2 separate regions of the Rattus norvegicus genome follow, and region 2 is linked to region 1. Evidence: chromatin contacts called from public Hi-C data. All regions are on one chromosome and are shown on one strand. The core of a region is the stretch at or near the end of the contact, and the rest is flanking DNA. Distances in the headings are between cores, read along the strand shown.

What was found. A called contact is a pair of places that touch in the nucleus more often than the background predicts.
Region 2: a Hi-C map of prefrontal cortex shows a contact between it and region 1, with 4 times the contacts expected there. The contact joins the promoter of Kcnq5 here to the enhancer-like site in region 1. A contact is called at or near these places in 11 of 12 Hi-C or Micro-C datasets (the A7r5 cell line, the Rat2 cell line, Schwann cells and 6 more) and 1 of 1 datasets of contacts at active chromatin or transcription factors (oligodendrocytes).

Annotation. Positions count from the first base shown.
Region 1 is chr9:31,336,561-31,342,184 of GRCr8, reverse strand. The region is part of intron 12 of Kcnq5 (potassium voltage-gated channel subfamily Q member 5); the gene reads left to right. Among named protein-coding and RNA genes, the nearest start is that of Khdc1b, 21 kb to the right of the region's middle. Within about 2 kb of position 2,959, at least 25 of the 93 cell types and tissues checked have an H3K27ac peak or open chromatin away from gene starts, as enhancers often do. A contact at or near this core is called in prefrontal cortex, where this site is marked.
Region 2 is chr9:31,887,930-31,893,590 of GRCr8, reverse strand. Kcnq5 (potassium voltage-gated channel subfamily Q member 5) reads left to right here and starts at 2,310. Exons shown (of 15, transcript NM_001134643.2): 1 at 2,310-2,880. The coding sequence starts at 2,486.

The sequences.
Region 1 (5,624 bases), core at 1,710-4,209:
TTTTGTTCTCCTAGAAAAACAAAATCCCTGTATTTAGATACCATACCAAGGTTAAGCAGACCCTATGAGGCAAGTTAACTATTTATAGACTTACTTGAATCTGCAAGATTCTACTTCAGTTTTACTACCTTTCTTAGTAAGAAAATTACCAAGCCTTCAGAACGTCCTCTGTAGTCATTCAGCTAGAGAACAACAATAATTTAGGCCAGGCATGATGGCACTTGCCTTTAATCCCAGTGCTCAGGAGGCAGAGGTAGGCAGATCTCTGGTGTACCTAGTGAGTTTCGGGATATCAAGAAATACACAGAGCTCTCTCAAAATAAAGGGGGGGGCTCTTTTGACAGACATAGAAACATGTTCTAAGCCAGTCAACTGGTATACCTGAGCAGTAGTTAAGGTTTCATTGCTGTGAAGAGACACCATGACCAAGGCAACTCTTAATTTACATCCTGATCATTATCAGCCCCCTCCCATTACCACCCCCATCCCCCATCCCTTCTCCTCTGAGAAGATCCCTGTGTATCCCCCCTACCCTAACACATCAAGTCTCTGCAGGACTAGCTGCATCCTCTCCCACTGAAAGGAAAATATGAACTGGGGCTGGCTTACAGTTTCAGAGGTTTAGTCCATTATCACCATGGCAGAAAGCATGGCAGCATCCAGGCAGACAGACATGGTGCTGAAGGAGAAGAGAGTTCTACATCCTGATCCATAGGCAGTCAGGGAGAAACTCTGGATCCACTGGCGAGACTTGCACACATAGACGAGACTTCCAAATCCCAATCCTATAGTGACATATGTCCTCTAACAAGGCCTAATAGTGCCACATCCCATGGACCAAGCATACTTAAATCGCCACAACCTCTAGTGAGAACACTAGACACGCTGTATACAAGTGAAGCCAATTTAAATATCTCTACTAAGAAATGGGGCTTGGGAGATGACTCAGTGGTAAAGAGCATCTGTTGCTCTTACAGAAGACCCATGTTCAGTCCCCAGCAGCTACGTGGTACTCATAACTCTCCGTAACTCCACTTCCAGGGGATCTGCTGCCCTCTCCTAACCTCCCACAGACACCAGGCATACACCAAGTACACATGCATACATTCTGCCAAATTATTTACATACATAAAATGCATTTTTAAAAAAACTAAAAAGAAAGAGAAAGACAGACAGACAGAAAGACAGACAGACAGAAAGACAGACAGAAAGAGTCGGGGCATCTAAACTCTCCAAGGCTTCAAAAAATACTTAGCCTACTAATAAAAGCATACATTGTTGAATTATGTCCGTATATTAACAGGAAAACAATATCACTAAATACCATAATGAGTAACAGCACATACTTACAAGAGGGACACAAATTACCAAATCATGTAGATCTGGTTGCCTATTCGGTATGCTCCATGAATGCTACCACACTTGAGTTAAGGTCTGAAAATTGAGAGCTTGGGGTAGGCTTGGGTTATGTGTCAATCCAGCATCTCCATGTCACTCAATAATAAGCATCACCACCCCAGGAAAGGCCCTTGATATATATATATATATACTTACTTACTTACTTACTTGCTTACTTACTTACTTACTTACTTACTTACTTACTTACTTACTTACTTATACAGGGTTTCACTCTGTAGCCCTGACTATCCTGGAACTCACTTTGTAGACCAGGCTGACCTTGAACTCACGGAGATCCGTCTGCCTACAGGCATATACCACCACACCCTGGACCCTTTGATTTTAAAGGTATACAGAGGCTGCATTTGACGACAACTCAAACATCAGAAAATAGAGTTTTCCAAACTCAGAAGAAAGGCTGTGAAATACAGAACAGCTGAGCATAGGATGCCAAGAAACCAAGACAAAGTAGGAAGAAAGACTGTCCAGAGAGGGACCACACATGCACTTTAGAGACAGGGGAATATACTATCAGATGCCTTAGAGATGGGTATGCAGGGCCTGTGACAGGCTGTCACATCCAGAAATTGTGGGCTAGCATTTTTTCCAGTCCAGCTGAACACTCCTTCCCTATGCTCTCATCTTGACCTGTGCTGCCTTCTGTCCATTTGTCAGCTGTCTTACTAGTCTGAAAGTGCTTTGGCTGAAGGGGCTTGTGTCTTACACAGGCTTCCTTCAGTGGTGCACTATCAGATGAAATGAACTGTTTCCTATCACAAAAGCAGGCAAACAAGACCAAGAGTGCCACCATTAAATCTCTGCGGCTAAGGGAAAAAAAAAAAAAAACCACAAAACACTTTTTTAGCATTCATAAAGCCCTGGGTTCAGTCTATAGCACTACAAAGGAAATGTGTGTGTTTGTGCGTGTATACTTCTGTTTGTACATATGTGTGTATCGATGTGTCTTTGTCTGGTAGCTACAGCCTGTTTTCCCAGGTACTCAGACCACTTGAACTCAGAATCTAAATCCAGCATGGGCAATTCATGGTGAAACTCTGTCTCAAAATAAGAGGAGAAAGAAAATCAAAACTCTCTGGGTCATATCCCAGACCAATTAAATCAGAATTAGAGTCAGGGCCCCAAGCTCCCCGGGTGATTCCAAAGAGCAGCCAAGCTTGGGAAATAGTGCTGTCTTCACAGTCAATCAAACGCCTCTTCAGTTCACAGTCAGCTGGGCCCTCTCTGCCCTGCACTTGGTTTGGCTGCTGGCCGGGCCATCCATCTGTTGTAGTCACTGCTGCTTCTGTTTTCCCATTATTCTGTCTACATATTCATGTCTTCACCCCGATTTAGAGATACTGGAAGGAGACTCTTGTGAGATTTTATAACTCGTGGCAACACAACAAATGCACCTACGTTTCCTTAGAGCCTCAGAAGCACACATGTGTTTGTATTTATAGATATATTCTGCCCGAGGTTTAACTTAGCTGTAGTTCCTTACTTCTCAGAAAATGTGTGAGCAGGCTTCTCCAGTTTCTGGAAGAGGTGCCTATTCAGTCTGCGGTGAATCTTTTGCGCCCTCTAGTGGTGTTACTGCAGCACCTCAGCTTTGTTCAACAGGATCAGATTTCTCCACTCCTCTTGATTACCAAGAGCATTCAAAGAGATTGACCGGAGGAATCCTTAGCTCTCGCCTGTTGCATTAACCCTGTAATGCATGCGACTCACTCACGTGAAGAAGAGAATTCTCTGAGTGTAACTGACTTCTTTCATTTAGGGGACCCCAAAGACCAGCCAGGAAGTGCCATAAGAACGGGCCATTCACTTGGCAAAGGTTTATTGAGCGTGTTATGTGTCAGGCACGTGTGAGTGAAAAAAGGCTCTAGTACATCAAAGTACCAAGATATTAAGGCAGTAGGAGACTGTAATAATTAAAGGCTTAACTCTGGAGTCAAACTGACTGATTTCCTATCCCATGCTTGATAGATAGTTCCTTAAACATGAGCCAAGTGACTTGGCCTCTCTCTCTGTATGGGTCCTTATCTGCAAAATAATTATACACCTCTCTCCAAGTATATTAAGAAGTACAGTCTAATACTATATCACCCTAATTATTAAATATATTTTAAAGGCCTTAATTTTTACCCTGGTGCAATGTCCAAAATAATTCCTTTTTTCCCCAGGCATTGCACAAGCTATCACCACTTCTTTTGTAAACATGGCAGAGGCCCCCAAAGTCTTTGACCTCCTTGACCAGCCGGTTTATAGCCTTTCATTTGTTCCTGGTTTCTTGGCCCTTCCTCATAGTTCCTATCTAAAGCAGGGGTCAGGAATGACAGCTAGGTCAAAACTCTAACCCAAAGTTTGTTGGGTGCAAATTCAGTGTCACTGGGTTGTCTGTCTCCTCCAGGGGTTTTTCTTTCAGGCAGAAACCATTGGACCTTTAGGACACACAATTTTCACCCGATGCCCTTTCACCTAGAATTCCTTCTTGCCCTTCATCTGGGTTCTTCAGTTTCTCCGTATTTACGCCCACCTATGTCGGGAGAGCGAAGACAGAATTCCCAGGCTGGCCCAAGACACGAAATCAGCTTTCACCCTCTACCCGCTAACCCGGGACTTCCCAGACCCCAGATCTCTCTCACTTTGCTTATTTTTATAGCTAGAAGTCATCTTTGTATCTTAAATACAATGGTCTTAGAGAGGCGAGTAAAGGAATAATTAAAAGGCATTTCAAATTCATAGTTGAATGGCTTCTCTTAAGACACTTCTCTCAAGGCAGACATAGTGGCACATGCCTTTAATCCCAGCACTCAGGAGGCAAAGGTAAGTAGATCTCTGTGAGTTCAAGGTCAGCTTGCTCTACAGAGTGAGTTTCAGGACAGGCAGGGTTGCCAGAGAAAACCTTTCTTGAAAGGCCAAAAATAGATATTTCCTTCATTTTCAACAATCTCATTTCTTCCTGAGGTTTAGAATTATTAAGCCAGGAGCTTCATTTCTTCCCCCTTGGTAACCAGAAAACGGTCCACTCTCTGCCCTCTGGGAGATAATACACTCCAAAGTACAAAGTAAAACGAGAGACTACGTCAAGAGTAATGTATGTATACTGAACCAGGATATAAATAAGCAGAGAACCCCGACATTCATTCAAAAGGAAAATATTACAATCGGCAGGGAAAGAGGAAAACTTTTTGAGAGCAGAGTGAATTGCCAGCACGAGTCCCTTGGGGAAGAAAGACAGAGACAAAGATGGACAACATGGTGAGTGTTGCTTTAGATTCACTGGTACACATGCCAGAGGTCACGTGACTAGCCTCGACCATCTGCCTCGCAGCTTTGAAGCCTCTTGGCTCCAATCCTCCCTGTGAGGGAGCTCTCTGGATTGGTAGACTGTGAGCCTGGCACCAGCAATAACTTACCACTTAAGAGGTGAATGGCCTTGGAGTGGGTTACTTAAACTCTTCCTTCCCCCTGACTCCAAGAGGAAGGTGGAAAATTGTTACTTTCGAACGGGTGTGGTGCAGATAAACTGCTTAGCACGGTGCAAGGCATCCAGAAAGCCGTGACCATTAGAGAGCCATCGAAGAGGGCAAGAGCTATCTATGTCGTGTCCAACTTTGTACCCTTACCGCCCAGCTGAGCATCCTGGGGACCATACGGAATGCTCACATCCAGGTTTGGAATTTCCCAGTCAGCACCAGAGAAAGGATGAAATGGCACAGGAACAAGGATAGCAAGACATCCTCAGAGATGCTTTCTCGGGCTCTCCTACTCCCCATTCGTTTTCCTCTCTCTACCTCTGACTTTGACTATGAAAATGTCTGTCCCTAAAGAACTGAGAAGACAATTCTGATATAGAAAAGGGGCATCACTCATACCTCGTCTTCCTTAGAGCAAACTTGGTATAGGTTGATTCCAAAATGTGTATAGTAGTGTCCCAGAAATAAAACCTAAGGTTATTGTTGTTGCCTTGTTGTTTCTAGCAGGATCTTGCTATGTTGCCCACCCTGGCCTTCAACTTCTGACTTGGTTGCAATGAGTAGAGAGGCACCTCAGTGCTTAGCCACAAGTTTGATTTAGATGCTAGTCATATTTTCTTTCCTACGGTTTTGATGATTCTAAAATGATGTACCGTGTGTGCTGTGGTATGTAGTTAAAAAGTAGAAACAACATGCAACATGAAATAAATGGCATCTGTAACTAGTGCATTGCTTTATTGATTAAAT
Region 2 (5,661 bases), core at 1,061-3,560, 550 kb before region 1:
TTCGGTCCATTTACTTGAAGCTGCAGAATGGGTACTCCAACTGGGAGCCAGGATGCTGGGTTCCTAGTGGCCTATCTTGTCTGTGGATACACAGACAAGCCCCCTTCTCTGGGTTTGTGATTAAGTGGATGACACTCAGAAAAGAGTGTTACAAACGTCTTCGACCTCTATAACCCTTACTAATTACAACTGTCCTTGCCATCCTCCTGCCTGGGTTTATTGACATTTTCGAAATAGACATCACAGCTTCCCTGGTTCTATTCCTGCACCCTAGGAAACCATCCTTGGACATTAAGCAGCTGACTTCCTGGGCCTTTCTGGAGGGGAAACATGGCCTTGTGTCATGCCTTAAAGAGATTTCCTGCGGGTGTGTGGGGCCCAGCCACTGAGTGAGGCAAAGGTGATCTAATCACAGTAGAAGTTTGCAGCCAAGAAAACAGCTTCGTTTAAAGGGGAAGTGGCCTTTTCGTTTTCTTATTTTCAGAAAAGCTGGGATTTTTTTTTTCTCACGTCGACAGCGTGCGCACGAGTCATTTTAAGTCTCTACATCTTTCACCCTGAAAGTCCCTGCACAGAAACTCCGCGGGGAATCTAAATATAGCTGCACCGAATTCGCCCCGCCTTCAGCCAGGGGTCTCCACGCTCTTGGATTGGAGAGCTTATTCCAGGACGCTCTCTCTCTTTTTCTCTCTGCATCTGCCTTGAATAGCAGGGCACGGAGCAATCTCTCTAGCACCTCCACGGTGTGTGGGTGTGAAGTGTATTAGGGGAAGGCAGGAGTGACTCTGGGTGTTGGCGCTGGCTCACAGTCACGTGGTACCGCTGCCAGCTGCACAGCGCTAGGGGTTAGTAGTGCCTTCTGCCCAGAGGCTTTAAAGAAAGCAAGGTCATGCTGAGTAAGAACCAGGGAGAGGTCTTCACAAAACAATAACGATAAAAATAAAAGTAAAACTTTTAGCTGACACTCTGACTGCAGAGAGCAGCTGTCTGTGGGCGTGGGTGTATGCACGGGGTGGGCGGGGGTGTTGGTAGAGTATTATCTGCTAGGGGTGAGGCAACCAAGATTTTTGCCTTAGTGTTGGTTGATATTCATGGAAATGGGGGGAAAAGGCACACGGATGGCCACTTTGCTATTGTCTACCTTGGTTTTGTATTGAAAGCACAGTTCAGTTGAACTTGGTGATTTTTTTTTTTAATGTTTGGGAGGAAGGCAGCTCTCTTGGAAGTAGTTCCCAATCCTGGCGTCCTCTCAGTTTCCCCAACGCTGAATCTGTTGTTTAATTGCTAACAATGTTTTTGAAAGGCAGAGTTCTGAGCCAGCAGCACCATAATCTCACTCTTAGCCAAGAGCGCTGGCTTTGGGGAGTCCATCTGCCAGAATTGGTAGGAGATCCAGTCAGTGGTTCCCCTCGTCTCTAAACATTGTAAGTTACAGCATCCTGTCTGAGAGGCAGGTCCTGGACTCCCCACCCTCTGCGATCCTTCTCTAACTCACTGGGGACGCCACCGTCGCGGCGGAGACTTAAAGCAGTTTTATGACTTTCTCCCACTTAAATGGAAATTTCTTGAAGGAGGGAAGTGGGTTCATTTTCCCAGGCTTCTCTGTCAGGAGGAGCTCCCTCACCGCAAAGGAGCTACTTTGGAGTTTTACGCCCTCCCCACACCCCACCCTTGGGGATGGGAAGGATGTTCTGCGACTCGCGGGCTTGTAGGATGGAAAGTCACAGCCTGCAGGCTGGATTGAGTCGCGGGAAGCTGCTGGGTCCCTGCCTGGCGCTCTCCGGGTGTGTCCATTGAACTGCGGTGGACTGGTCCCCAGCGCGGGAACCCAAGCGCCACTGCCCCAAGCGTAGCCCGGTTGGCTCGCTCCTAGGCTAGCCAGCACCTGGAGGGCAGGACAGAACCTCTCTTGCTCGCACCCATCGCCCAAGGATGGCAAGACCAGGCGCGGCGTAGCAGCGTGAGAAGCCCAGAGACCCACTCGTCCAGTTTGTTCTCGAGGCACCAGGAGGACTTAACCCTCCGAGCTCCAGGAAGAACCGAGCCAAACTCAGCCTGGGAGACCGACTTGGGATCAGGCTGGTGCTCTGCGGGGGTGCAGGGGACAGACAGACTCGAAGCCAGCTGGGTGTGCACGCGTGCGAGCGTGCCTCGGGGCATCCCGCACACCCTCGGTCCCGTGTGGCGACACTCCGCGGGGAGGAGGGAGTGGCAGCCACCGGACTAAAGGAAAGCGAGGGACACCTCACAAAGTGACGCCCCCAACAGGTCCGGATTTGGAATTGGAAGCGGCAGAAATCCGGACCTCCCCGGGCCTGCTCCGCACACCCCGCCGCCCCCGCCCGGAGCCCAGACCCTCGGCTTGCCGGCCCCCCAGGGCGCCCCGTCGGCTGCGGGCTTCCTCCTGCAGACCTGCCCGCGCACATGAAGCGGCTGCCCCCGCCGCAGGCGCCGGCGCCCCCCTCGCGGTGCCCGTGGTGATGCCATGCCCCGCCACCACGCGGGAGGAGAGGAGGGCGGTGCCGCCGGGCTCTGGGTGAGGAGCGGCGCGGCGGCGGCGGCGGGTGGGGGGCGCCCGGGCAGCGGCATGAAGGATGTGGAGTCCGGCCGCGGCAGGGTGCTGCTGAACTCGGCGGCCGCCAGGGGCGACGGCCTGCTGCTGCTCGGCACCCGCGCGGCGGCGCTCGGCGGAGGCGGCGGCGGCTTGAGAGAGAGCCGCCGGGGCAAGCAGGGGGCCCGGATGAGCCTGCTGGGGAAGCCGCTCTCCTACACCAGCAGCCAGAGCTGTCGGCGCAACGTCAAGTACCGGAGGGTGCAGAACTATCTGTACAACGTGCTGGAGAGACCCCGCGGCTGGGCGTTCGTCTACCACGCGTTCGTGTGAGTACCCGCGCCCCCACCCGCGACCCCCGTGCGGCCCTAGCCATGCCCTCTGATGGGGAGCCCCCTGCCCCTGGAGCCCCGGGGCGCACTTGGCGCCAGCGCCCTGACCCTAGGCTTGGAAACGCGCGCGCGCACACACACAGAGCTACACACACGTGGTGGGTTTTTTTTTTTTTTTTTAATTTCTTTGCACGTGTTTGCCATCCGCCCTCTGGAGCCCTCCATCTCTCTTGTGCCACCTCTGGTTCTGGTTCAGATTGAACCGTTTTGCCCCAGAGCACCCAGGGGACTGCGGGTCAGTTCCAGGTACCTGGGTGATTGAAGGCAGAAGCTAGACTTAGGGGACTCAGATAATCGGGAGCGATTAGGTCCTGATATACAGAAACTTAACTGAGTGGGGCGCCCAGGAGCTGGGAAACGCTCCGGGAGGTTGTGCACCAACCTGAGGCTGGAGAGTATATTGGAAAGATTGGGAGGGCATGGCGGGGTGGCATGGAGTGGAGAGGAGAAGGTTAAGAGTGGGTCCACAGTCAGCTCTGGGGTCAAGCAGAGGAAGCTGCTACGTGGTGGAGAGACTAGGTTGTAAGCGCGCCCGGAAACACGCCTGGCCACCATCACAGCTGTCACCAACGGAAAATCTGTCAGTGCACGCAGTAGTCATTGCCACATAGAGGTGGTCAGAGTCTGGCAGGCTATTCAAGCTCGGCTGCAGGCAGCTCCAGCTACAAGTGGAGAACCTGGGGGGAGGGGGAGGGGGGTCAGGAACATGGCCAGAGGTGCTATAACAGAAGTGCACAGGGGCCAGCTGTGAGTGACCTGGATTAAGCAGTGGGTTTAGTTGGCACTTATGGCGCTGAGACAAAGTGTCTGTGTGTGTGTGTGTGTGTGTGTGTGTGTGTGTGTGTGTGTGTGTGTAGTAAGCTCTCACCTTCGAGCAGAGAATGCGAGAATGCTTAATGAGAAAATGATTGGAAGCAAATGTTTATTTTTCCCTTAGGCATTAAAAAGCTTTCGGTGGCTTTAAAGTTTACTACTGTTTTTCCCGACGTCCATTCATTCAATCTCCTGTTAGAGTTAGGTGTATCTGGACGACGACGACTTACGGTCATTTTTATGCCTTAACACCCCGAGTTATTTAATCTTTTTAAAGGAACCCTCTTCTTCTTGCCCCCCTCCACCCCCTCCTTCTTTATGTTAAGATGAAATACAAACATATTAGCCTTAGAAGACCTTCAGAGAAAGTTGCAGGCACATAACTGATTGATTCCTTGTTTCCTAGTTAAGGTATGTTTGGAAGAGACAAAAACAAAATCTTTTAGAAATGAGGCATGCCGTCCTATACTTCTCCCTCATGTGGAATGAAGAATTGGCACCAACCCAGGAAACTTAAAAAAAAAAAAAAAGAAATCATAATATCAGGAGAGAAGAAGGAGCTGCCTTTATAAATAGGTGAACCTGAAATGTCACCAGGTAGAACTCAGGAAACTGGTGGAGTCTGCACTCTGGGGCCCCGGTGTCTGGAAATTTTTACAGTTCCAGATTGCTGTGAACACGAAGGATTAGGTGAACTATTCGGGCCAGCTTCATAGGTTTGCAAGGCACACACAGGGAATGTTGTGTTCTGTCTAGCGTCATTACAGTCAAAAATATAAGGTCTATCATTTGCTGATGGAAGAGGCACAAGTATTTGGATGAAATTAAGGATAAACACCCCTGACACTTGTTAAGCTCATCTCCTTGGGTTGATAGCCGATTAATTTAGCACTTAATGACTTAAATGATTTTGACCTGTTAGAATATGCCATACACTTTTAAAAAGAAGTGCTGAGGCATAATTTGCTGTAAACATACACAGTATGGATGATGGTATTTTTAGAGCATGCTCAAAATATTCAGGGCTGTGAGCTTTCAATATGATGGAATATAAAATACATGTTATGGGTTCGGAGGGAGTTTGACATAACCTCCACCGTTGCACAGACGGATGTCTCCTAAGCGTTGTTTACAAGCAGGAGTGAAAATTTCTCAGAATGCAGCATTCTCTTTTTGATGCCTGATTGTTAAGCCGGTTGTTATGGGTTTCTGGTGTAACATTTGGGCAATTTTTAAATTTTATTTATTTATTTATTTATTTATTTATTTATTTATTTATTGGTTTCTAGTTTACCTATTTTCCTGCTAACCAGTTTTATCAGTAGTGAGTTCAGTGGGGGATAGAACACAAATTGTGTGCTTGTCAACCCAGTGTTGCTGATGTAAAGTTCTTAAATGTTGCGAAGATCCTTGAGGGCCACAGGGTAGGAGCAGTTGAAACTACATAGTGATGGTGGATCCATATTAGCACAAAGTCAGAATGGACAGAGTCAGGTTCTGGAAGGATGGGACTTAACCATGGCAGAGCCCTGAGGGTGGGGGGGGGAGGACTGGGGTAATCACTACTTACAGTCTTAAATGAGGATTTGAATAGCCGGAACTTACACATTAAATTAATAAAGCAAGGTTGCTTTGAGCTGCAAGTCTAATAAGACCATTAAAGGAAACTATAAGGAAATAATTTCTAGAGAGGTGTAACTAACTAATGCCCTGCCAGCCTGGGAATCCTCGAATCTTACTTTAATAACAGTTTTTGTAGGGTATTAAGCTCCTTGCCAAGAACAAGTACACTGTGATTAATGCGGCCGTTCAGGGATGAATTTACTTGGTTAGCCCTGTATTTCCACGGCCAAGAAACCAGAGAAGTATGCTTAACAGTATGCTCCAGGTCAAGAGAATATTCTG